Linked DNA regions of Macaca mulatta: region 2 is linked to region 1. Evidence: chromatin contacts called from public Hi-C data. All regions are on one chromosome and are shown on one strand. The core of a region is the stretch at or near the end of the contact, and the rest is flanking DNA. Distances in the headings are between cores, read along the strand shown.

Evidence for each region. A called contact is a pair of places that touch in the nucleus more often than the background predicts.
Region 2: a contact with region 1 is called in a Hi-C map of fetal cortical plate, with 1.6 times the contacts expected there. The contact joins the promoter of RFFL here to the promoter of CCT6B in region 1. A contact is called at or near these places in 3 of 14 Hi-C or Micro-C datasets (cortical neurons, fetal cortical plate and liver).

Annotation. Positions count from the first base shown.
Region 1 is chr16:44,500,036-44,504,971 of T2T-MMU8v2.0, forward strand. CCT6B (chaperonin containing TCP1 subunit 6B) reads right to left here and starts at 1,981. Exons shown (of 12, transcript XM_015119058.3): 1 at 1,893-1,981. The coding sequence starts at 1,940. LIG3 (DNA ligase 3) reads left to right here and starts at 2,051. Exons shown (of 20, transcript NM_001265970.1): 1 at 2,051-2,152; 2 at 4,501-4,936. The coding sequence starts at 4,505.
Region 2 is chr16:44,607,433-44,612,050 of T2T-MMU8v2.0, forward strand. RFFL (ring finger and FYVE like domain containing E3 ubiquitin protein ligase) reads right to left here and starts at 2,865. Exons shown (of 6, transcript XM_077970793.1): 1 at 2,676-2,865.

The sequences.
Region 1 (4,936 bases), core at 731-3,230:
TGGGCATGGTGGCTCATGCCTGTCATCCCAGCACTTTGAGAGGCTGAGGCAGGCAGATCACTTGAGGTCAGGAGTTCGAGACCAGCCTGGTCAACATTGTGAAACCCCGTCTCTACTAAAAATACAAAAATTAGCCGGGCGTGGTGGCGGGTGCCTGTAATTCCAGCTACTCAGGAGGCTGAGAGAGGAGAATTGCTTGAACCTAGGAGGCAGAGGTTGCAATGAGCCGAAATCCTGCCATTGCACTCCAGCCTGGGAGACAAGAACAAAACTCTGTCGCGCAAAAAAAAAAAAAAAAAAAAAAAAAAAATTATTAGCCCATCGCGGTGGCAAGTGCCTGTAGTCCCAGCTACTCGGGAGGCTGAGGCAGGAGAATCACTTGAACCTGGGAGGCGGAGGTTGCAGTCAGCTGGGATCGCGCCACCACACTCCAGCCTGATCAACACAGCAAGACTGTCTCAAAAATTAATTAATTAATTTAATGACAATAAAAGGTATAGTATACTAAATATATAAACCAGCAACATTGTCCCTTATTATCAAGTATTATATACTGTACATAATTGTGTGTATTATGCTTTTATACAACTGGCAATGCAGTAGGTTCATTTCCACCAGCATCTCCACAAACACATGAGTAATGTGCTGTCACTATATGACAGGGATTTTTCAGTTCCATTATAATCTTATGGGACCACCCTATTATATTTGGTCCATTGTCGGCCTAAATGTCATTATGTGGTACATATTATTAATGAGATATTTTACTTTTTTTAGTATGAATTTTTTGGTTTGTATTTTCTTCACTTATAGCACATCTCAATTCCATGCAACATTCAAGTGCTCAATAGTCACCTGTGGCTGTGATTACAGCACTGGAAAAAGACAGATACCATTGAGGAAACTTAAAAAAAATGTAGCAAATGTAGAGATGTGCTCAAGATCACTCAATTATCATAGCTAGGACGTAAGTCTCCAGTGACCTTCCAATTCCAAAGCCCTGGTTCATTCTGCTGCGCATTAAAAACAGGTTTTACTCCCCTCCGAACATTAGAATCGCAGTTAAACTTACTCAACCAAACTTAATGTATCCAATACAAAACTCATCCTTCTGCCCCTAACACCTCCTCTGCCTCTCTATTTTCTATTTCAGTTGATGGTACCCTTATCTTTCTGCTCACTCAGATTATTATTATTTTATCCATAAATGAGCACTTTATTTAGATCATTTAAATTCTAAATGATCTTCAAAACCACACTTTACTCTCCACCCCAACTAGCTGAATTTCATCTCCCACATGGGTCACTATGAGAACCTTCTGATTTGTTCCCTTGCCTCAGTCTCTCCCCACCCAGCTTCAACAGTATTCCCTAAGACTCTTCATGGCTCTCCACCCTCTACAGAGTAAAGACGAAACTCTTCATCACACAGCACAGAATTCTCTCGGGAATCTGTTCCTTGCTTACCTAACAAGGCCCAAATGTTTGCTGTTCCTAGACTCTGAAGAGGTCCTTTACCCTCAGGCTGCTACACTTGTAAAAATCGCCATCCCCAACTCTCATGGAGCTGGCTTCAGATTTAAGATAATACACTTTGAACGATATACAATCAAGGAGTTTCTCCTCCATCACTCCTTTACATTTTATATCTACCTGCTATTTAGTGCCTCGTCTCAATTCCATGAAAGTTACTGACTACTATTTACTAGGCAGTCTGCAGGACACAAAGAGAGGGATTATATTTAAAAAATAGATTGACGCAATCTTTGCCTTCCCCGACCTCATTACAGTATCTTTAAAAACTAGATCCTCTCTAACAGTATGAGAAAATCAAGGGGATCCTCGGAAGTTCAGGCCAGGCTGCGTTCCGAGGAGCCACCACGTCCCCTCACCTCCGCTTCCCGGGCGGCGATTGCAGGTTGAAAACTACTTCCAAACATCACAGGGCAGGCAGACTGTGACTATGACCCACGTGGCAGACGGGGGCGGGGACAGGTAGCGCGGCCGCGGCCTCGGTTCTTGCGCCTGCGTGCTGCCTCCAGCTCAAGGACCCGGATTTAAAGAGACAGGAACTCCAACCGTCGTGGGCTGCCGGCGGCCTGTAGTGAGCTAGTCCCGAGGCCTGCGGTGAGCGCCGGAGCTGGAGAGGCAGGTGAGGAGCGGCGCGGCGGGGCCCGGCATGGGGAAGGCAGCGGGCCGGGGCGGGGAGCTCGGCGCGGCCGAGGAGCCAACCCCCCGGCTCCTCCCCCGCCCGCCTGCAGAGCCCCGGGGCACACCCTCCGTGACGTGGCGGCCCTCCCGGGAGCCCATGGGGAGGCTCGCGGCTCCCCGGGACCCCCACGGTGCCGCGTGAGGCGGGGAAGCCGGCGCCTGGCTGTGCGCCCTGGGGAACCCACGGGGCCTTCTCGTATCCCGGCCCGGCGTGCGTCCTCCTGCGCTGAAGCGGGCGCGCTCGGGTGGGGCTCTGGGAGCCTTGATCACTTCCCGCCTGCGTCCCGGACCCGGTGGAGGAGCGATCTTTTCTACCTCGCCGGGGGTCGCGGCCTACTCCGCCCGCCCCACTGTCCCCGCCATTCTCCGAGAGCGGCGCGGGAAGCCCTTCGAGAAAAGCGGCGGCGGCCAGGCCTCAGCGATTTCCCTCTCTGGCCCCTGGGCTGCGGCCGTTGTGAGGGTGCGGAACGAGGGACAGACGGGTTTCCTCAAAGCTGCATTGTGCCTCCTCGTGGCCCAGCGCCTCCCGAGCCTCCCTCAAGTCCACTCCTTTCATAATTGGGGCCCTAGAGGTTGCTCTGCAAATTGATCTTCCAGGGAAAGTGTTGAAACTCACTTGTTCTGACCTCCTTTTATGGGTCTGCCGTACTTCCACCCACCTCACCTCTGTGGTTCTTAAACTTTGAGCGTTATATAGCCCTTTGTGAATGTCACGAAAGTGATAGACCTCCAAAAATCCGTGCATTTTCGAATGTGCATTTTGTATACATTTTTAGAGAGTTCAGAACCGCCTCCCTCCCCCACAACCAGCGCATTCATGGATTCCTTGTAATTTTCCCAACTACCCTGTGATGTAGGTATTTTTTACCCTATTTTAGAAATAAGAAAACAGATGCAGATAAATTAAGTTTTCTCCGAGGTAACAGTCGGTAAACTGTACCGTCAGACTTGCACTCCCATCCCTTATTCCAGGTCCACCAGCTTTCCTTCACACCATGTTGCACTACAGTAAGCAAAGCCTGCTTTTTAACATGATAGCAATTTTGCTTCACAGCTTCTTCAGACAACATAATTCCAGTATACTTAAAACTAGGACTATAAAATGCTTTAGAAAACATGAATATAAGAAGATGCTGATATAATCTGTTTCCATTTGGATTGATTTATGAGTTCCTGTGAGTCTTGCTGCCCAGTTACTTCAGCACTCTCTGATTCAAGTTGCTGAATTATAAACAGGTTAATTGCACATCGGGAGCCTCTTCTTGAAACATAACGACTTCACCGATCATGATAGGAGCTGACGTTAATCAGTGAGAGCTCTTGCTGTGTGCCCAGCTGTTTTAAGGGTTTTACTCTTAGAATAGCTATTTGAGTTAGGTCCCATAATTAGTCACATTTTACAGATGGGGAAGCTCAGAAACAGAGGTAAGTAACCCATCAAAGTTATACAGCTGGTACGTGGCGGAGTTAGGATTTGAACTCAGGCAGTCTGATTCCAGGCTCTGCTTAGTTGTCTCTCAATGTAGGGATTCTAACTCAATTCCAAATCTGTATAGTGGCTTGATTTCTGAGGATGGTGTATGTGTTAAACTTCACAATAAAAACTTTATGAACATAATGTAATTTTTACTGGTGATTAAAAAGAAACTTCAGGACCGGGCGCAGTGGCTCATGCCTGTAATCCCAGCACTTTGGGAGGCCAAGGCAGGCGGATCACCTGAGATCAGGAGTTGTAGACCAGCCTGACCAACATGGAGAAACCCCGTCTCTACTAAAAATACAAAAAAAATTAGCTGGGCATGGTGATGCATGCCTGTAATCCCAACTATCTGGGAGGCTGGGGCAGGAGTATCATCTGAACCCTGGAGGAGGAGGTTGCGGTAAGCTGAGATTGCCCCATTGTACTCCAGCCTGGGCAACAAGAGTGAAACTCCACCTCAAAAAAAAAAAAAGAAACTTCAGGATCTTGTAATACTTAAAGGTCATCATCTATTATGAGTATCATATGTTGCTGATGACCTAAAAAGAGCTTTTATGTTATTTGGATTTTCTTCATTGTGATTTACTAGATGTACATGTGTGCATTAGATAATTGAACACCCTTTTGTGAGCTGGCTTTTCCTGTATCAGAACTCTTTCATGCTGTAGAGTAGACAATAAATGTAATACTTTGGAAAGTGTTTGATTAGTCGTCATGGATTATATAAGAGGCTGGCCTTTGGAAAATTGGAAGCCTATCTCCTTATTTATATCTTTTTTTTTTTTTTGGCCTCCTACCCTTTCATGCAGCTATATGTCTTTGGCTTTCAAGATCCCCTTTCCACAAACCCTCCGTGCACTCAGCCGAAAAGAACTGTACCTATTCCGAGAACATCACAGGCCTGATGTAAGACAATTCAGCCAGTGGTCAGAAACAGATCTGCTTCATGGACACCCTGTCTTCCTGAGAAGAAAGCCTGTTCTGTCATTCCAGGGAAGCCATCTAAGATCACGTGCCACCTGCCTTGTTTTCTTGCCAGGGTTGCATGTGGGACTCTGCAGTGGCCCCTGTGAGATGGCTGAGCAACGGTTCTGTGTGGACTATGCCAAGCGTGGCACAGCTGGCTGCAAAAAATGCAAGGAAAAGATTGTGAAGGGCATATGCCGAATTGGCAAAGTGGTGCCCAATCCCTTCTCAGAGTCTGGGGGTGATATGAAAGAGTGGTACCACATTAAATGCATGTTT
Region 2 (4,618 bases), core at 1,615-4,114, 110 kb after region 1:
GCTGGGCATAGTGACGCACACCTGTGGTCCCAGGTACTTGGGAGGCTAAGGTAAGAGGATTGCTTGAGCCCAGGTGGCGAGGCTGCATTGAGCTGAGATCATTCCATGGCACTCCAGCATGGGTGACAAGAGTGAGACCCCATCTCAATTAAAAAAAAAAAAAAAAAAAAAAAAAGGCTGTATTTACAATTGGGAAAATCTTTCTTACACAAACACCAAATAACCATTACCAATAACCAAAAGTGAAACAAAAATAACGAGTAATCGTCATCAAACCAGTACCATTACCAAACAACAATAATGAAGCAGCTCCTCGCTTGAGACTTCACCAACAGCAATTTAAACTATGTGTTCTCATTAAACTCTAATACCTTAATTCTGTTATTGTATTAACAAGTTACGAGATTCTAAGGTATAGAGGTTAAATCTTTCCTCCAAAAAAATAAACACTATGGCTAGTACAAGTTTGATATAAAAGTCTCTATCATTAAAACAGTGGCAGTATTAAAGGTTCTATGACAAGAATAAAAAATCAAGGTGGAATTAGTCCCCCTAACAACTACTTAGGTTTAAGAGGTGTTTTCAGAAAGTCTTAGGCTTGACACTCATAGAGATGGGTGTGACTGTATTTAAATCACAACGCACATGTAATTAGAAAAGAAATTGTGCCCTTTTTTGTTATTGTTGCTGTTTGTCTTCTTAAGTGCTGGTCACTAAAAATGCCTTTTCCACAACCCTTAAGAGGTGTTCCAGCCTGGCGAGGTGGCTCATATCTGTAATCTCAGAACTTGGGGAAGCCGAGGCAGGAGGATCGCTTGAGCCCAGCTCATGACCAACCACACGGCAAAACCTCGTCTCTACAGAAAATACAGAAACTAGCTGGGTGTGGTTGCCCGTGCCTGAGATCCCAGCTACTCAAGAGGCTGAGAAGGGAGAGTCACCTAAGCCTAGGAGGTCAAGGCTGCAGTAAGCCATGATTACCCCACTGCACGCCAGTCTGAGTGACAGAGTGAGACTCTGCCTCCAAAAAAAAAAGGTGTTCCTATTAGATGGTACCAAGCAGAGATATGTCAACTGGGTTGGTCATGAGAGAAGGTTTGAAAGAAATTGATTTTTAAGGTTTCTGAGAAGAGCTTTCTTTTTTTGTGTATGTTATTTTGGCAGCTAAACTGGTCAACTTAGATAGTTACAACCCTTGATCCCAATGAAAACAAGATATCACAACTGTCTACCTGATCAATATGAAAGTTTTTGATGGGCATTAAAATCACTGTGAGATTACATGAACATTTTCTTCAATCACAATCAAGATATTAGCCCTGCCACATCAATCTGAAATTGTTATGAAAATATACCCAAATATTTTCAAACTTAAGAATACCTCTAAATAAACTGTTAACTTATGAACTGTACTCTAAAATTCAGAATTAAGAAATATACAATAAAAGTTCAGAAACCTTTGCCATCATCTACTTCCTTGAATGTGAAAGAGAATGCAATCAGGGAAAAGGATAAAGAAGTTGTCAAACCTGAAATCCCCTGAACAGAAAGGAATTGTCACCGCTAGGCTGCAGCCCTAGAACTCTGTACACGAATTCAGCCCAGTACCTTGTCTCCTGCCTACTCCTATTTCTAGAAGAATGGTATAATAAATGGGCAGCCCAGCCCACATTTCAGTAAATTGAACTGTCACTGGGAGAATAAGGCACCCCAAACAGTTGCAGCGACAGTGGTAACAGGAAGTCTCTCTGTCCTCCAAACCAATAATCAAAGGGATACATAAGGAACTTACTGCTTTCTTAGAAGGCCACATGCACCCCAGGATGTTTGCTCATCACGTCACTTTGGCCTTTAACCAGGGAGCAAAGTGACAGTTGTGGGTAAAACCCTATTTCCAAGCTAACCATTATCCTTCCTTATGGTAGACTAGGGGGTGCACAGGACACTCTTGATTACACAAGCACTTTTTTTTCTCCCTAGAACAAATGACAGACCAACAAAAAGGAGAAAATATGCTGTTGTTTATCTCTTCTGCCAGCCTGAACTCAAGCTCTGAGCAGACGTGCCAGCGGAGGCTCTGGCTCCCCTGGTTCGCCAGACTTCCCCATGTCTGGTCAAATGTCTCCTGGGCAGCCGGCTGAAGAGAGGCCCCATTTCCCTCTCGGTCTTGACCGCTGCCGCACAGTGGCGACCTCACACACATCGCGAACAGAGGACAACTCCCAAGCGAGGGAACAGTGGACCCTGGGGGGAGAGCCGCATTCCCAAACTTCATCAAACCTCCAAACTCCAAACCTCCCTCCTCCAGCCACCTCCGTCTAAGACGGAGGTAGGGACGAGCTGGTTCCTTCAAAGGGGTAAGCAGGCCGCCGCGGACATGCCTCAGTTTCCTTTGCCGTACAAAGAGAGATCTTTTCCCCACAAGCCAACTAGACCTGCCGGTCTGCAGGGCACCTGGGGATAATCGAGGACGCACGTCTCCTGTTACTGCCCCCACAGGTGAAACGCTTTCTTTGAGGGGACTTTTCAAAGGACAGGTGTGGGCTGCCCTGAAGGCGGGGACTTGCAGCCAGGAAAGGGCTTCCCCCCACCCCTGTAGGGCAGAGAGAGTCCCAGGCCGCGCCCCACACAGAGGAGGGGCCCCCAGACTACAGCCTGACGGCACCCAAGCCTACCCCTTCCCGTCCTTCCCCAGCCGGGCGCCCTGCGGCCCCCAGCGCCGCCGCCGCCGCAGCCTCCTCACCTGCTGCGGCCGCCGGCCCGGCCGGCACCTGGGAGAGGAGGCGAGGGGAGGGGCCGGATCTCGGCCGCGGACGCCTCAGGCAGGGAGGCTGCGGACTCCGCCGCGGCGGCGTCTCTGGGGCTGAGGGGCACCCGGGGGCGGTCGCGACATCCTCACGGGCGGCCCCAGGAAGTCGGCCCCCCCACCCATCCCCAGTCGGCCCGGCCCGGCCGCTCCCGCCCCTCGCGCGGCCCCGCCCCTGACTCGGCCCCGCCCCCTCTCGGGAGCGCGCCTCCGCTCCCGCCGCGCCCGATCCACCATAGAGAAGAGCCAGGCGCGCAGCGGCCTCGAGCGCGGCCTCCTCTCGCGCCCCCTGGCGGAGCTGAGGCTCCCGGAGGCGGGGCCGGGCTGGCCGGAGCCGTGGGACCATAGGAGGCGTGGTTTCCCCGAAGTCATGGTGTCGGCCGCTGCTGGTTACCTGGGTCACACAACTCTGCGGGAGGCGCCCAAGGGTCCAGGTCCACGTCTTAGCTGGGTCAAGACCCGGCTTGGTGACCTTGAGCGAGTCCCTCAACACCTCTGAACGCAGTTCATAAAACTTTGAAAGGTGCCTGACTTTCATGTCTTATTGACTCTCGTCAGTGCTATGAGCAGGCGATGGTTTCCCCTACTTCATGATTGGAGAAACCCAGGCCCACTAGGGGTTACGAGCTTATTCAGCGTCCCACAACTGGGAGGTATTAGAAGCCGGGTCTGTGGGACCTAAAAGCCCACGCTTGTCCCACTGACTCCAGCACTGCCCAGTCTAAACCCCTAGGACTAGCTACTTCCCCTCAGGAAGCTGAGGAAGCTGCTGAGGAAGGCTGTGGTAGAGTAAGAATGACTCAGCAAAGATCCACCCCTGCCCTTCACCCGTGCACCTTTCAGCAAGGTACCTAACCTTTACGAACTCTGGTTTTCTCACCCCAGAAACACAGGTTGGCGTGAGGATTTAGTGAGCACATGCATGTAGCTGTGCTTATTACTAAGTACAAACAGCAGGGCGGCCCAGGGGATGGTTAGCCAGCGTGGGCTACGATGCCTAGTCATGAACATAATATTAAGTTCTAATCCTTCTTTTAAATGGTGTCTAGTGACACAATTTTCTTAGGCTTTAGGTTCCATTGAGAACCCCCAGAGTTTTTCTGAGCAATTTGTATTTTCAAACAAGTAATATCGTAAGGAAAAGTGAAGTAAAAAATAAGATCATGAGCCAGGCGTGGTGGCTCATGCCTGTAATCCCAGCACTTTGGAAGGCTGAGGTGGGTGGATCACCTGACGTCAGGAGTTCGAGACCAGCCTGGCCAACATGGTGAAACCCCATCTCTATCAAAAACACAAAAATTAGCCAGGAATGGTGGCGGATGCCTGTAATCTCAGCTACTTGGAAGGCAGAGGTTGCAGTGAGTCAAGGTCACGCCATTGCACTCCAGCCTGGGCAACAAGGGTGAGACGGTGTCTCAATAATAATAACAATAATCTTACATATACATACCAGACTCTGTCACTTTACAAGTATTATTTCCAATCCTCACAACGCAGCAAACTACTATTATTCCCATGTTATCAATGAGGATCTACATATTAAGTAATTTACCCAAAGCCACATGGTTAGAAAAAGATGGAGCTGGAATGTATTGCTTTTTTTTTTTTTCTTTTTTCTTTCAACCAGAAGTGTCTTGAATACACGGAGCTGCAATTTATTTATTTTTATTTTTTGAGACGGGGTCTCACTGTCACCCAGGCTGGAATGCAGTGGTGTGATCTCGGCTCATTGCAACCTCCGCCTCCCAGGTTCAAAGGATCCTCCCACCCTATAGGTGGGTCTACAGTCATCCGCTACCACGCCCGGCTAAT